Regions from separate parts of the Sus scrofa genome. Here region 1 is linked to region 2. Evidence: chromatin contacts called from public HiChIP or PLAC-seq data. All regions are on one chromosome and are shown on one strand. The core of a region is the stretch at or near the end of the contact, and the rest is flanking DNA. Distances in the headings are between cores, read along the strand shown. Region 1 holds the start of FNBP1 (formin-binding protein 1). Region 2 overlaps FNBP1 (formin-binding protein 1).

Evidence for each region. HiChIP or PLAC-seq counts read pairs in DNA pulled down with a chosen protein or histone mark.
Region 1: a contact with region 2 is called in an H3K27ac HiChIP or PLAC-seq map of alveolar macrophages. The contact joins the promoter of FNBP1 here to the enhancer-like site in region 2. A contact is called at or near these places in 1 of 5 promoter capture datasets (fetal skeletal muscle), 4 of 47 Hi-C or Micro-C datasets (blood, epiblast stem cells and omental adipose tissue) and 1 of 2 datasets of contacts at active chromatin or transcription factors (alveolar macrophages).

What each region holds. Positions count from the first base shown.
Region 1 is chr1:270,176,723-270,183,907 of Sscrofa11.1, forward strand. It overlaps FNBP1 (formin-binding protein 1), which reads right to left and starts at 3,490. Exons shown (of 18, transcript XM_021070148.1): 1 at 3,189-3,490. The coding sequence starts at 3,212. LOC110256408 (a long non-coding RNA gene) reads left to right here and starts at 3,583. Exons shown (of 2, transcript XR_002337858.1): 1 at 3,583-4,352; 2 at 5,312-5,729.
Region 2 is chr1:270,094,582-270,101,870 of Sscrofa11.1, forward strand. FNBP1 (formin-binding protein 1) reads right to left here. Exons shown (of 18, transcript XM_021070148.1): 5 at 2,569-2,631; 6 at 1,676-1,780. Among named protein-coding and RNA genes, the nearest start is that of FNBP1, 82 kb to the right of the region's middle. Within about 2 kb of position 5,365, at least 28 of the 83 cell types and tissues checked have an H3K27ac peak or open chromatin away from gene starts, as enhancers often do.

The DNA.
Region 1 (7,185 bases), core at 2,240-4,739, 80 kb after region 2:
ACTTCCACGTGCCGCAGGTGCAGCAAACTATTTTGTTATGACCTTCTGATAGAAAATAGAAAGCCCCAATTTAAATACCATCTAATCAATCGAGTGATCACAAATTATGGGTTGAGTCCATTTTTATGATTGCATGGTAACTTCCTGACATTTCATGATTTCTAAAAAAAATGTCCTACAGTATCAAAGTTCACGCCTATGGAGAGGTCAAAAAAAAAAAAAAAAAAAGAGAAGAGAAAGGTTTTACTCCATCTACAAAGCAGGATGTGGCTAAGAACAGGCCTTTAATGTAAAGTGTGCGTTAGAAACTTGCAGTTTTGAAAAGCCTTCACGGACGCTGGTGCACGACCTAGGATGTGTGTAAAACCTGGTAGCATTTGTGAAGGTCTATGAAAGCTGCAACCACCTGTTAGGAATAACACATGACCAACCAAACCACAGTTCCATCTCTCTCCATCTAGAAGCATCGTTCTGCCAAGTTCTCGGCTTGAGCGCCCCATCATTATCTCATTACACATGTGCATGATCCCACAGCCACCATTCAAGGCGAACCCTCAATCAGTGCCCTGCCAGGCTGCCCCAACACTGCCCAACACACCACACCACATTCAGTCTCTCACCACCAGAGAACTGGAGGTTTATTTTTCAGAACCCCTCATTATTTCATTTTTTAAGCTGAAAGAGTAATAAAACAAGGCCACTGAACGTAGACATTTTGAGGCCTTACACTTCTTGGTATTAAAACTCAGACTGTGCACTTAGTGCCAATTACATGTTCATTCTTTTCCCTCTGTTAACCTCTAAGCCACTCAAGGGCAAAGGCCGATGCTTTGGTGGAATGTCTTTTTCTTTCTTTTTTAACTCTTCGCTGATAAATATTTGCATATAGACAATGAGGATGCGTTTGTCCACTTAAGCCCTACCATGTGAAAAAAATGTGCCAAGCAGTTTGCACATCTTCCACCTTAAAAATCTTTTCCAATTATTTCCACTGTAGAAAATGCCAAGCATAGACATGAAACAGGCAGAGAATTGCAGGGCCTCCACGACCCATCACCCAGCTTCCCCAGTGACCAACCCTCGCCACTTTCATTTCATATTTCCATCCACTACCTACCCCAAATTCTTTTCAAGCAAATCCAAAATTTCCTCTCACTCATATATATTCCCGTTCCCATTTATTTTCAACAACTCCTCATCTTTGCCTTCCTTCCCACCCTCTTCCCCCCACCCCCAAAAGAAGTGTACAGAATAGCACAGGTGATTGTAGCTATTTCACTCCTGTTTTTCTTCTCACAGCTACCGAACCGCCCCCGCTTCTGGATCACCTTCTATAAGATTCATCACCATCACCGTGAATGCCCAGTTCAGTCCCTTTAACCACAGCCTATGTCACTTAGAAATATGCTGTATTTTCCCCCCAGAATCCCTTGCTCTTATTTGAACATGAGGGGAAAAAAAAATTGTGCCCAAAATTCTGTTCTCTTGAATAGCAAATTACTTCAGATTTAGTCCCCCATCCCAGAGAAGGTAGAAAGATCAGACAAGAAATAGAAGAGGAAAGAAATGTGAGAAAAAGAATGTATACATGTATGTGTGACTGGGTCACTTTGCTGTATAGTAGAACATTGACAGAACGCTGGAAACCAGCTATAAGGGAAAAAATAAAAATCATATAAAAAAAGAGGAAAGACATTCAACACTTAAAACGGTAGAGTCTGCCTAATCAGCTGTATGTAAATACTTAAAACCATCTGTTACTTTATTTTAAAAAGGACGATGTGTCGAAAATTTGAGTCCCCTTAGATAAAGGATGTTTATAAAATTATCTTAATGTAAGGGAGTTATTGCCTTCAGGATTTTGGTATTGATAACAGCAGCTGCTTCGGAGCCTAAGAAATGGTTATGTAAAAAACAATTACAGCAAAAAAAAAAAAATTAAGGGAGGATGCGCTCTGTTTCTAAAGCTGCTGTAACCTTGTTTTATTTTGATGTGAAATTTCTTGGCCTCAGCTCAAAGAGCAACCACCACCACCCCGCACTTTCTCCTCCACACCCTTTACAAATGGAATTCCGCGGGGAGGCACTTTCCAGTTCATCATGGGAAATGTCTCATCTTGAGAACATTTCGGGGCAATAACTGAGATTTCATCTACTCCTCCCTCTGGACACTGCTCTGCCCCATTCCTTGCCCAGTGATTTCCTCAGGAATCCAGAGGAAGGCAGGGAAATCAGCTCCATTCCACAAGCCACAGCCTCTCTTCCCCAAGGATGATGGCCTTGGCATCCTCTGCTCGCCCTGGTGCGGGGAGTGCATCTACTTGTTTATCCACCCGCAGCCCAGGTTAAGGAACCCCGCGGGGCGCTCCTCCGCGCCAGCCTACCCCATTTTGGACGCTCTCCTCCCAGCAGCTAAAAAATGGAAAATTTACCCCGTGAATGCCCCTTCCGAAAGGTGATAACACAAGATCTCCCTCTAACTCCGACTACTCTCCCCTCTCCAGGCCAAACGCCGCAGTCCCCACATCAAATCCAGGATCTGAGCGGCCCCTCAAAGAACCACAAGTGCACCCCAAACCATCACAGGTCAAAAGTCCTCGCCACCAAAGGGGAGACACCAGTCGCTCGTCCCTGCGCCCCCAAACCCAAGACCTCGCACCCAGACCCGCCAGGGCCGCCCCGCCCCCCCGGGGGAGCGCCCGACCCGCCAGCACCTCCACGGAGAGAAAGCAGCCCTCGGATTTCGGCGCTGGGCGCCCAGTGCCCAGCGCAGTCCTGAAAATCCCCGGGCCTCCACGCCCCCCATCGAGGTCGGTCCGCGGCGCGTCGGTTACTCGCTCCGGGGGATTAAGGCTCTTCCCGATACACACCCCTGGCCTCGGGGCGCCAGAGAGACGGAGTCCTGCCGGCGCCCCCGCTCAGGCCGCAGGGGCACCCAGATGCGCGCCCCGCGCTCGAGCAGCAGGGGACCCACACCAGCGCCCCGCACCTCCGAAGGGCGAATCTGGCTCGCACCCCTTGCTCGAGCCAAGGCCGACGAGAGGCACCCGGTCCCGCGCTTCCCCCCAGGCCGCGGGGACCCCGACCAGCGCGCGGTCGCCCCCACCCGGGCAGCCGGGCCCGCGCCCCCAGCCCAGGCGCGCCAGGCACCTTCCCTCGCCGCCCGGCGGGCCCAGCCCCTCACTCACCCAGAGCTCGGTGCCCCAGCTCATGGTGCAGGGGGCGGGAAGGGGCGCGCCGCGCGGCAGGCGCGGCTCTCCGGTCCCGCTCCCCGGCGATCCCTTCGCCCCTGGAGATCCCCGCGATCGAGGAAAGCCCGTGCCCGCGCCGCCGCCGCCTCCTCCGGCTCGCCGCTCCTCGGCTCGGGTCTCCTCGGCGGCTCCTCCTCCCCGTCTCTCCTCAGCAAAATGGCCCGAGGAAGCAGCAGCCGCGGTCGCCGCAGCGCCCGCCCGCCCTACACCGGGAGAGCGAGGGGAGGGGGAGGGGGAGGGGAGGGAGGGGCGGCCGGGGCGGGGCTGCGCGCCGGGGGCGGGGCCGGCCTGACAGCTCGCGCACGCGCGCGCCCCGCCCCCGCCCCCGGCCCAGCCTCCCTCCGGGCGCCCTCCGCCCCGCCCGCGTAGCCCGGGGGTCCGGAAGGCCTCGGAGGGAGGTGGGAGGGCTGCCGGGACCTGGGACCCCGGGGCTCCCCCCGCCGGGTTTTGTTCATTATTATTGCTTATTAGCAGCCACCCTCTTGCTCCTAGGACAACCACCCGCCTTTGAACGTAGCCGGCCCCTGTTATTAAGGGTGCTCTGCCGAGGCCTGAGGTTGCTCCCCTGCGTCGAGGGCCGCTTTGGATTTAAGGACAATACTTTTCCCTGGCAGCCATTTACACCGACCAGAGTTCGCTCGGGATGGTCTTTGCCCCCGCCTGGGAACCGTGGAGGCCCGAGGAGCCCTGCAGCCTTGCGCGGTGGGAGTGGGGCCTGGGAGTGGGGCGATGTCTGTGCTGCACAGAGAGGGATGTCGAGGCAAAGAGCGACCCAGCCGCTTCGAGTGGCCAGGGAAGGGATCCAGGGGCGCGGAACCGGTGATTTCTAATCTCCGAAACCAGTGATTTCCAACTTGTTCTGCCAAGAAACTCTCAGACTCAGACGTGAAATCACGTTGCCACTTAGTGGGTAAAAGGAAAGGCGCTGGGTCCACAGATAATGTGTTTGGTTCCAATCCAGCCTCCGGCACTTACTGGCTGGATGGCCTCGGGCAATGCCTCCACCTCTCCTGAAAGCTCAGATGGACGGAATGACAGAGCCATGTCACTGTGTGGTGACAAGGATCAAGGAAAGAGCACCTGATACCTGGCCCGTGGTTGGTAAGCTGAGAGCTAATTTCTAGGGAGGTACTGACTCCCTTTCTCCGTATCCCGAGGGTCCACACATTATTACATTCCCCACAAGCTATGGAGAACTGGGTTCCAACTCCTTCCTCTGAATCCGTAGGCCCTTTCTCCCCAGTTTTCTTTCTCCCACAGCCAATGCTACCAACTTTTCTGAATAACCGTCGACTCTAAACTGGGCCCCATTTTAGAAATATTTCACGGGGATGCTTCTCTTCAATCCCACCACCCTCAGACTCGGCTAGCTTGTCATACTCCAGGAGAGAGTGGAGCAAGGGTGGTTTTCCTCCTCTTGCAGATAAACCAAGTCGGCTTCCTTTGTTGGACAGAATTACAATCAATTTAAACTGTCAGAACTGTTTTGGTCTGTCTTTTTTCAGTTACAAGTTCCCTCCACCCCTCATTTTTAGTGTGTGTGTTTACATATTTTGTTCTTACAGTTACCAGGTCTGGGAAATCTACTCCAAGCCTGTTAGATATATGTAACCATCAGAATCATCAACCAGAGTTCCCGTCGTGGTTCAGTGGACATGAATCTGACCAGCATCCATGAGGATGCAAGTTCGATCCATGGCCTCGCTCAGTGGGTTGAGGATCTGACATTGCCGTGAGCTGTGGTGTAGGTCACAGACGAGGCTCAGATCTGGCGTCGCTGTGGCTGTGGTGTAGGCCAGCGGCTACAGCTACGATTGGACGCCTAGCCTGAGAACCTCCATATGCCACAGGTGCAGCCCTAAAATAAAAACACCAACCACTTACCTCCCAGGTAAACTAATAGCCAGGGTGAGATGGAGGGGTTAGAAATTCAAACAATATACCCACACAACCTTATGAATCAACTATACTTCAATCAAAATTTAAAAACAAACAAACAATATTGCAGTTTAGTTAGCTCTTTGGAAATGCTGAAATGCTCAATTTCCCTTCCTGCCCAGGTTTGGACTCTTTTTTTCAAATACAGTGATCGAGTCTTGACTGCCTTCTAGAAGACTTCTCAAAAACAGTGACCACTTGTGAAAAGATGCTAATCAGGAGGAAAAACAACCTGCGCCTGCTCAAAGAAGAAAAAGAAGGGGAGGGGGACAGCAGAAAAAAAGAGAGAGAGAGACCACATTAAAAGGAAACTTTTTAAGATGAGTAAGCAGGAAGTAGTCATAGGAACCCATTAAAAGCCACAGCAGCAGAACTACATGGAACTGGGTTAATGAGACCATGCTGCAAATATCTTTAACTTCATTAAGTTTGGCAGCAACTAAAAAAGGTTTGAAAGTGTCAGAATCTCCAAGAAATGAAGAAAAAAAAAAAAACACCACTGATCTTAAAACAATGGAAATCAATAGGATTCAGGATGAAGAGAAATAAGCCAGCAGAAAAAAGATAAAACAAATACAGCACAGAATTTTTTTAGGAAGAACTAAATCCACTAAGTTTCCTTTACAGTAAAAGGGAGTCATTTTTTTATTTTATTATTTATTTTTATTTTTATTTTTTTGCTTCTTAGGGCCACACCCATGGCATGTGGAAGTTCCCAGGCTAGGCATCAAATCAGAGCTACAGGTGGTGGCCTACACCACAGCCACAGATCCGAGCCATATCTGCATTCCACACCACAGCTCATGGCAATGCCGGATCCTTAACCCACTGAGCGAGGCCAGGGATGGAAACTGCATCCTCATGGAGACTAGTCAGATTCATTTCTGCTGCGCCACAATGGGAACTCCTAAGAGGGAGTGATTTTTAAGATAAAAAATTCTATGAACAAAGGACTGACCTACTTAGGAGTCAGTTTTCACAAGAGATGTTGTAAATCTTGACAGTGTAAATGCTGGAATTATCTAGGGGTTCTGACTGGGTTCCAGACAGCCCTTTTACCTTTCAGTGGCATCCAGAGAACACTGATCTACCAAGTTATGATCTTGGCAGGCCGCTATACACATCTCCACTGAATAATCTGAACCCATGGATGTTATTAGCACTGAAATAAGGTATCTAGACAAATAGAGACCTTGAGTAGTTGCCATGTAGTTAGAGTAAACAACTCTGTTATGGCTGTTTGGTAGCTCTAATGGTGCTTGCAAGTAAGGAACATCTAATTCAGAGAAGACATCCAGATGGCCAAAAAACACATGAAAAGATGTTCAAGAAGTTCCTGTCGTGGCTCAGTGGTTAGCGAATCCGACTAGGAACCATGAGGTTGCAGGTTCCATCCCTGGCCTCACTCAGTGGGTTAAGGATCCAGTGTTGCTGTGGCTGTGGTGTAGGTTGCAGACTCAGCTCGGATCCCATGTTGCTGTGGCTCTGGTATAGGCCGGCAGCTACAGCTCCAATTCGACCCCTAGCCTGGGAACCTCCATATGCTGCTGGAGCGGCCCTAGAAATGGCAAAAAGCCAAAAAAAAAAAAAAAGAAAGATGTTCAACATCACTCATTATTAGAGAAATGCAAAGCAAAACCACTCTGAGGTACCGCCTTACACCAGCCAGAATGGCCATCATCCAAAAGTCTACAAACAATAAGTGCTGGAGAGGGTGTGGAGAAAAAGGAACCCTATTATGCTGTTGGTGGGATTGTAAATTGGTGCAACCACTGTGGAAAACAGTATGGAGACTCCTCAGAAAACTAAAAATAGAACTATCATTTGATCCAGCAATCCCACTGCTGGGCATCTATCCAAAGAAAACCAGGACTCTCAAAGACACATGTACTCCAATGTTCACTGCAGCACTATTTTCAATAGTCAAGACATGGAAACAACCTAAATGTCCATCGACGGAGGAGTGGATCAAGAAGATGTGGTACATATACACAAT
Region 2 (7,289 bases), core at 4,115-6,614:
GATCCCTGGCCCTAGAACTTCCGCATGTTGTTGGGAAAAGAAAAGGAAAAAGAAAAAAGAAAAGGCTCTGAAAGATAAAATACCTTTTATTTACTATAGTTGGATGTTTTAACTTTTTTCCTCTCCTTTTGGTTGGTTGTATTTTCAGGTATTTCTACAATGAGCGGGGATGGATAGCTGTTATACTAAGAAAAAGCCATAAAAGTAATATCTTTAAAAAAAAGAAAACAAATAAAACACTCCAATTTTCTATTTAGGATAAGAAAATATTTGAAAAAAGAATACATAGATTTGTGCCAGACATGTACAGATTTTATTTCATTTCACCCAAACTTCTTTTTATGGCCCCACCTGGGACATATGGAAGTTCCTGAGCTAGGGGGCGAGTCAGAGCTGCAGCTGCAGCTTATGCCACAACCACAGCAACACTGGATCTGAGCCACACCTGTAGCCTGTGCCAAAGCTGGATCCTTAACCCACTGAGCGAGGCCAGCGACCACACATACCTGCCTCCTCACGGATGCTATATCAGGTTCTAACCGCTGAGCCACAGCAGGAACTCCCCCCAAACTGTTTTGTTTTGTTTTTTATTAAACTTTGGGACAATCTATTTTAATTGAACAATATATTAAATACTTTGGGGAGTTAATATTGTATAAGAACTTAGGACAAATTTATGCTAACTTTACCAACAAATGAATATATCTTTTAGCAAATAACCCCAGTCAAGATCAACTATAGATACTGAGAATGTGTTTTTCAATATATTAGACACTTGTGCAGGAAGCTGCACTGATATATACCTAGGCTTTAAGCAAGGAATTTGGCAGAATTGGGCAAATAACTGAATAACTAATTCACGCTACTTTCTAACAGAGTTCATCTCCAAATTAATCTGGCAGAAGTGAAAGAAATCTAGGAAAATGCAGTGCTTTTTTCCCCACGCAAAACATGCGGCTATGAGTGCCAAAGCAGCCCTGGGCAGTTAAGGCATGAATACTGTTATTTAACAGCCTAATTGTGTTTACACTATATTGATGACTTTTAGAAAAAGAAAATTTAGCTTCTGGGGAAAAGACACACAGGGAACCCCAAGAAGACACAGTACAAGCTTTATAATCATATCACGCTCCTAACAGCCAATACAAGCGCATTTCGAGAAAAAGCTTTTTAGAGGGCTTACAAATGCAAGCCCTCCACTCCAACCTGTTATCAACCTGAATGAATCCATTAGAAGTCAGGCTAGTGTGTGAGTCTGTTTATCTTTTTCATGGGAGCCCTTGAAGCAGCCAAGCTCTTACAGATGGCGCTGGACTGTCTGCTCCAGCTTTTAAGAGGCTGACTTTTTCTTTGAAAAGCCATTAAGAAAGAACCACAGTCTCCGGAAACCACTCCCTACATGTCCGAGGGCTCTAGGTCCCCGTGTTATCATCTTGGTGACTAAACAAATCGACAAACTGCTCAAATCCTAACGCTGAAGACTCCCCCCCCCCCAGATTTCACCTTCTCCTCCCCCACTCGCACGTCCCCACGGACACAAAATGAAAAGAAAAAGATCCCAAGTTGAGAGGTCTTTTGCGGTGGCATCAGAAAGGAGAACTTGGGGACCAGCAGTCTGGGAGGCAACACGAAGAACGTGAAAAAGGGAAATGAAAGACTCTCACTTTCGCCTTACCTTTTCGACATCTGCTTTTGTAACGTTTATGTCAGCATCCATTTTCTCAAAGTACTGCTGGGCTCGGTCGGCCTCTTTGCAGTCCCGCTCAAATCGCCTTTTGCTCTAAAAGCAGAGGGACACGGTGGCAGGGAAAGTTACTAGGAATGGAACCCTGAGATTCCCAGGAGCAGCTGTAATTTTATGGACAGCCCTCCCCAAAAAAGGCACTCTTTTCTGAACTGATTTGCTACCTGTCATCCCTTCAAGGAAGTTATTTTAAAATCCGCATTTCTATCGAAACTGTCTACTTTTGTCTTTCCATATGATTTTTTTTTTTTTTTTTTTTTAAAGGGCTGCACCTGAGGCAAATGGAAATTCCCAGGCTAGGGGTCCAATCGGAGCTATAGCTGCCAGCCTATGAAACGGTCATGGCAACACTGGACACAAGCCACATCTGTGACCCATGCTGCAGCTTGCAGCAATGCTAGGATCCTTCACTTGCATCCTCACGGACACCATGTCAGGTTCTTAACCTGCTGAGCCACAACAGAAACCCTTCTTATGATTGTCAGAAAAATACTCTACTTGAGCTCTTTTGGGCCTAACATTTTACTTTATTTTTTTTTTTTTTTTGCCATGCTGGCAGCATACAGAAATTCCCATGCCAGGGATGGAGCCCGGGTCACAGCAGCAACTAGAGCCACAGAAGTAACACTAGGCTCTTACCCCACTGAGCCACCAGGGAACTCCTCAACATTTTACTTTCTATAGTAATTTCTAGAAACAAATTAAATTCCAATTATAAACATCTCTGTTTGTTTGGTACATACTGGTTGACTCAAGCTGAAGTTAAATACAAATCAGAAAATCGGTAAAGACATTTCTCGAGCTGTTGTTTTTTTTTTACTTACTGATTCTAGTTGCTTCCAGCAAGTCTCTATATGCTGCTGTGCCTTCCGTCCTTCATGAAAGTGCTGGAGGGGGGGAAACACACCTGTGGTTAGTTACCCCCTCTTTCTCATGTTAACACTTGAGAAAAAAAAAATCCATCCACTTAAATGACATTTAAATATTGAATATTTAGTGTGTGCACTCCAAAGAAGTCTAAAGAGTTAAAAAACAAATGGGAAATGAAAATAGGATGACTCCCAGTTCCCTTTCAAACTTTAGCTGTAATAATATTGAATTTTAAGACACCACTTGTAGAAATAACAGGAATGTTGGAAGAGAGCAATCACGTCAGTCCTTATTTTTAATTGCTTTGAGATGTAATTCACATTCCATACGATTCATCCATTTAAATTGTACAGTTCAGGAGTTCCCATCATGGCACAGCGGAAATGAGTCCGACTAGGAACCATGACGTTTTGGGTTCGATCCCTGGTCTCGCTCGGTGGGTGGAGGATCCCGCGTTGCTGTGGCTGTGGTGCAGGCTGGCGGCTACAGCTCCGATTAGACCCCTGGCCTGGGAACCTCCATATGCCGTGGGTGTGGCCCTAAAAAAAAAAAAAAAACGACAGAAGACCAAAAACAGTAAAACTCAAAAAAGATAATAAATTGTACAATTCAGGGGTTTCTACTAGAGTCACAATAGCCAGCCATCACCACCATCAATTTTAGAACTTTTTTTTTTTTTTTTTTTGCTGTTTAGGGCCCCACCCTTGGCATATTGAAATTCCCAGGCTAGGAGTCAAATCAGAGCTGTAGCCACCGGCCACAGCCACAGCCACAGCAATGCCAGATCCGAGTCAAGTCTGCAACCTACACCACAGCTCATGGCAACAACGGATCCTTAACCCACTGAGTGAGGCAAGGGATTGAACCCGCATCCTCAAGGATCCTAGTCGGGTTTGTCACTCACTGAGCCATGAAGGGAACTCCAATATGAGGTCTTTTGTGACAGGCAAAAATGACATTCTTTCATTATGTTCTTAGCATACTGTTTCCAAGGTTCGTCCACATGATCACATATATCAGTTCTTTTCTCCTTTTTATTGCTGCATGATATTCCTTTGGATGAACAGACCACATTTTGTTTATCTAGTCACCAGTTGATGGACATTTGATTGTTCCCAGTTTGGAGGCTATTTTGAATAACACTGCCAGCATTTGGATAAATGTTTTGTGTGGATGGATGAGTCCATTACTTAGATCTTAAAGATAAATTTACCTCCTTGCCATGTGCAAAGGCCCTGAGGCAGGTATGTGCTTAGTATTGGCCAGTAAGGACACCAGTGGGCCAGACCAAAGTGAGCCTCAAGAATACTAGGAGAAGGGGTCAGAGAAGAAAGGGGCAGCCTGTGTAGGGTCTTGTGGGGTTTTTGTCTGAATGAACTGGGGAGGCATGGAGGACCCCAAGTAGAGAGGTGACGTGAAGGAAGGTTCCAGGTAGGAGTTTCTCTTTTTCAACTTTGGAGATGATGGAGGCTTGGACCAAGGGGTAGCAGTGCAGGTGGTGACTAAAGCTCAGGTGCCCGTTGACCAGGATTCACAGGTGAATCCAATCAGATGTGGGCTGTGCGATCTTGAGAGGTCAGAGGCTGTTCTGACCTGTACGGACCATGTGAACGGAGGCCCTTGCCCTGTTAGAGCCGCCGTGGAGAGGTTCTGACCTGTCAGAGGGCGGGAACGTGCACCTGCAGCTCCCCGGCTAGGATGCTGGAGGCTGGCGGGGTCCTTTGCCCCAAGGCCACAGCGCTGCTCAGACAGCATCCTCACAGCTAATCTCTGAAGTTCGTATAAGGCTCCCCTGCCTTGGACACCCGGGACCACAGCCACTCCCCACCGTGACTGGGCTGGGACACGGCGCCACCTCTTACTGCTTGTCCTGAACCCACTCCACGGGTGGTAAATGCTCCTTCTAAAAAAATGGCCTTTCCTCAGTTACTAGGCTTGAATGTGCTGTCTGTTTTCTGGCCGGGGTGAGCAGGGTTGGTGGGGGTGCTGTGGAGAAGGCAAGATCAAAGTGACAGAAACGAAGCGGTCCCCTCCGTGCAGCCTCGTCAGAACCTAGGGCTTAGCCGAGTCGCAAAAGGTAGCCGAGGCCAGGCAGGAGGGGGCAAAATCAGAACTTTTCTTTTAAATAAAGAACAATGCTCCTTTCTGAGGGAAGGTTTTCTCGTCTCCCTGCTGAGGTCACATTTCACTGTTTTAAGCGCCTCTTGACAGCACAGTTTATCCATCCAGAAATTTTTTTGGTTTCTATGAACCAAGAGGAGCCCCGTGGGGCTTCTTTTTTCAAGTCTCCTAATAGACACCGGGATATGACAGCAAAGAGATGGAGTCGAGGGGAGAACAGACAAGCAAGAAAGGGCTGGGCTTCGGGAGAAGTGAGACGAGCTGAGAGCAGAGTGAAGTACAGCCTGCAGGCAGGTTTTCTGACAGCCACAGACCTCACGTAAAGGAGGATGGAGGGAGGGCGGGGGGGGGGGGGGCAGAGGAGCAGGAGGCCTAGGAGGGAGATGCAGGCTCGGCTGTGCCCGGCAGCGAGGCACCCTCGGCCATGGCCCACACCGTCCGGAGATCGGGCCCCACATCACAAGCGGCCCAGTGTGTTCTGGAGTTTGCTGGAAAGATCACCCCATCCCTAAAATCTCACTTTGAGAGTCCAAGATGGTCCCAGTTCAAAGCCAAGCTCCTAAGCTTGAGCCTCGTCTCGACAGCAACTCTGAAACATATGTTTTCACAAAATGAAAGCTCGCTCTCAGCCAGAGGCGTTCTACCGGAGAGGAAACACACATCAAGAAAACGCAAAAATGACAGACATGCGGCAGAGGAAAGGTGGGCTCAGCTTTACGATCAAAGGACTCTTCTCTAAAGACAATAGTCTCCCCCCAAAGGTCATGTTTTGGAAGCAAGGGGGTAATTTTGATTGAAAATCTACAGAGGAAATTTTCCTGCCCCATCTTCACGTCAATGTTTAATAATAAATATGAATGTTTATTTTCTTTGTACCGCCACACCCACGGCCTGTGGAAGTTCCCCACGCTAGGGGTCCAACTGGAGTTGCATCTGCGACCTATGCCACAGCCGGTGCAACGCCGGATTCTTAACCCACTGGACACGGCCTGGGATCGAATCCGCGTCCTCTTGGAGAGTAGGTCGGGTCTGTCGCCCACTGAACCACAGTGGGTGGGAACTCCTGAACTTATTTTTCAGGCATGGTGTGGCCCTTGACCTTATTGGTCTCAGCGTGTTTCCAGGACGGACCCCTGTTACAACAGCCCTGGACGACACCACAATTCGATGGGACCCCCGCCGTGAGTGAATCATTGTGATTATAACATATCGTGTGGCTTAAGAAAAAAAAAATCTAGATGTCACTGCTTTCCCTTTTAGTTTTTCTTTCCTAGTACAAGTTCCTCCAAAAGCAATTTGCCTACAACACACACACAAAAGCAAACTTGTGCTGCCTGATCCCCTCAGGAAAGGAACAGAGGAAACAAAAGCCGTCCTTTCGGTCTTAAGCATCCCATGACCTAAAAAGCAGTGGTGAGCCTCTGTGGCCGGCTCCATCTCCCCTCCTTTAATGGGAAAAACTATTTTAACAGTTACAAAGTTAAACAAACTAGCTTTTGCCAGATGTGTTTGTGGTTTATTAACAAACAAAGGCAAAACATTTCTTGGCTGGACAGTGGGCAAGTGTGGCTCTAAAAAGTGTGTCTCCGGGCTTCAAATAAAGAAGAATTGTTCTCTCGAGAAAGATAATAAGCACTTCTTTTGGAGCCACGGAATGAAGTCATCGCAGCTCTTTTTCTCCTATCAGAGGAGAGACAGGAAATGCCATCTCTAGAGACCCAGAAGAATGCTCCTTGCTTTCTCCTGTAATAAGACGCTTTCGTTTCTTTTCAAACATAATAATAGACCTTTTAAAATGCCCGATGGTATCTGGGATGACAGCTAAACTTACTTTCATTTCAACTTTTTGGTTGAGCCTTAAAACTATACAGGTAAAATCTATACTAAAAAAAAAAAATCATCTTTCAAAAAGTTTTTAGAAAATTCCCCGGGGGGACCTGAGGTAGCAGATATAAAAATCAGAGGGAACCTAAAATAGGCAAACATTAACTTAAAGCAAAATGACAATGACAAAGCTTCCAAGAAGACCTGACTGCACCGCAAGAAATCACACTAAGGCTGAAGAGACCAACGGTGACTGTCTCGTAGTCACACTCTACGATCAGGTATGATGGCTGCTCATTTTACTATATTTATATATAATAGATCATTAATTTTTAAAACCTATATTAAAAAAAAGCAAAATATGGCACTGATGTGAGAACAGCCACTTCAAGGGAAAAAAAAAAAAAACAGGTGGGGGTGAGGAAAAAAGAATAAACACTCAATGAAGGACAGTCAGCCATCTGGATCTTTATTTAAATGAAACTCAGATGCCACAGATGAAAACAAAGGCACACAAAACCTTGAAAAGGCCAAGGCAAAAGGAGCTTCCAGAAAATATGTCTGTGATGAATGGGAGAACTTCCTCAAAGCCTTCAGTGTGGTGGGTTTGAACACTAGCAGCGTCTAAGCCTGACTCAGGACTCAGTAACGTAATGAGAAATCTGTGTGTGTGGCTATTTAGGTGGACCTCGTAAGAAAACTGTGAAGCATCTTCCGACCTGCTCCAGAG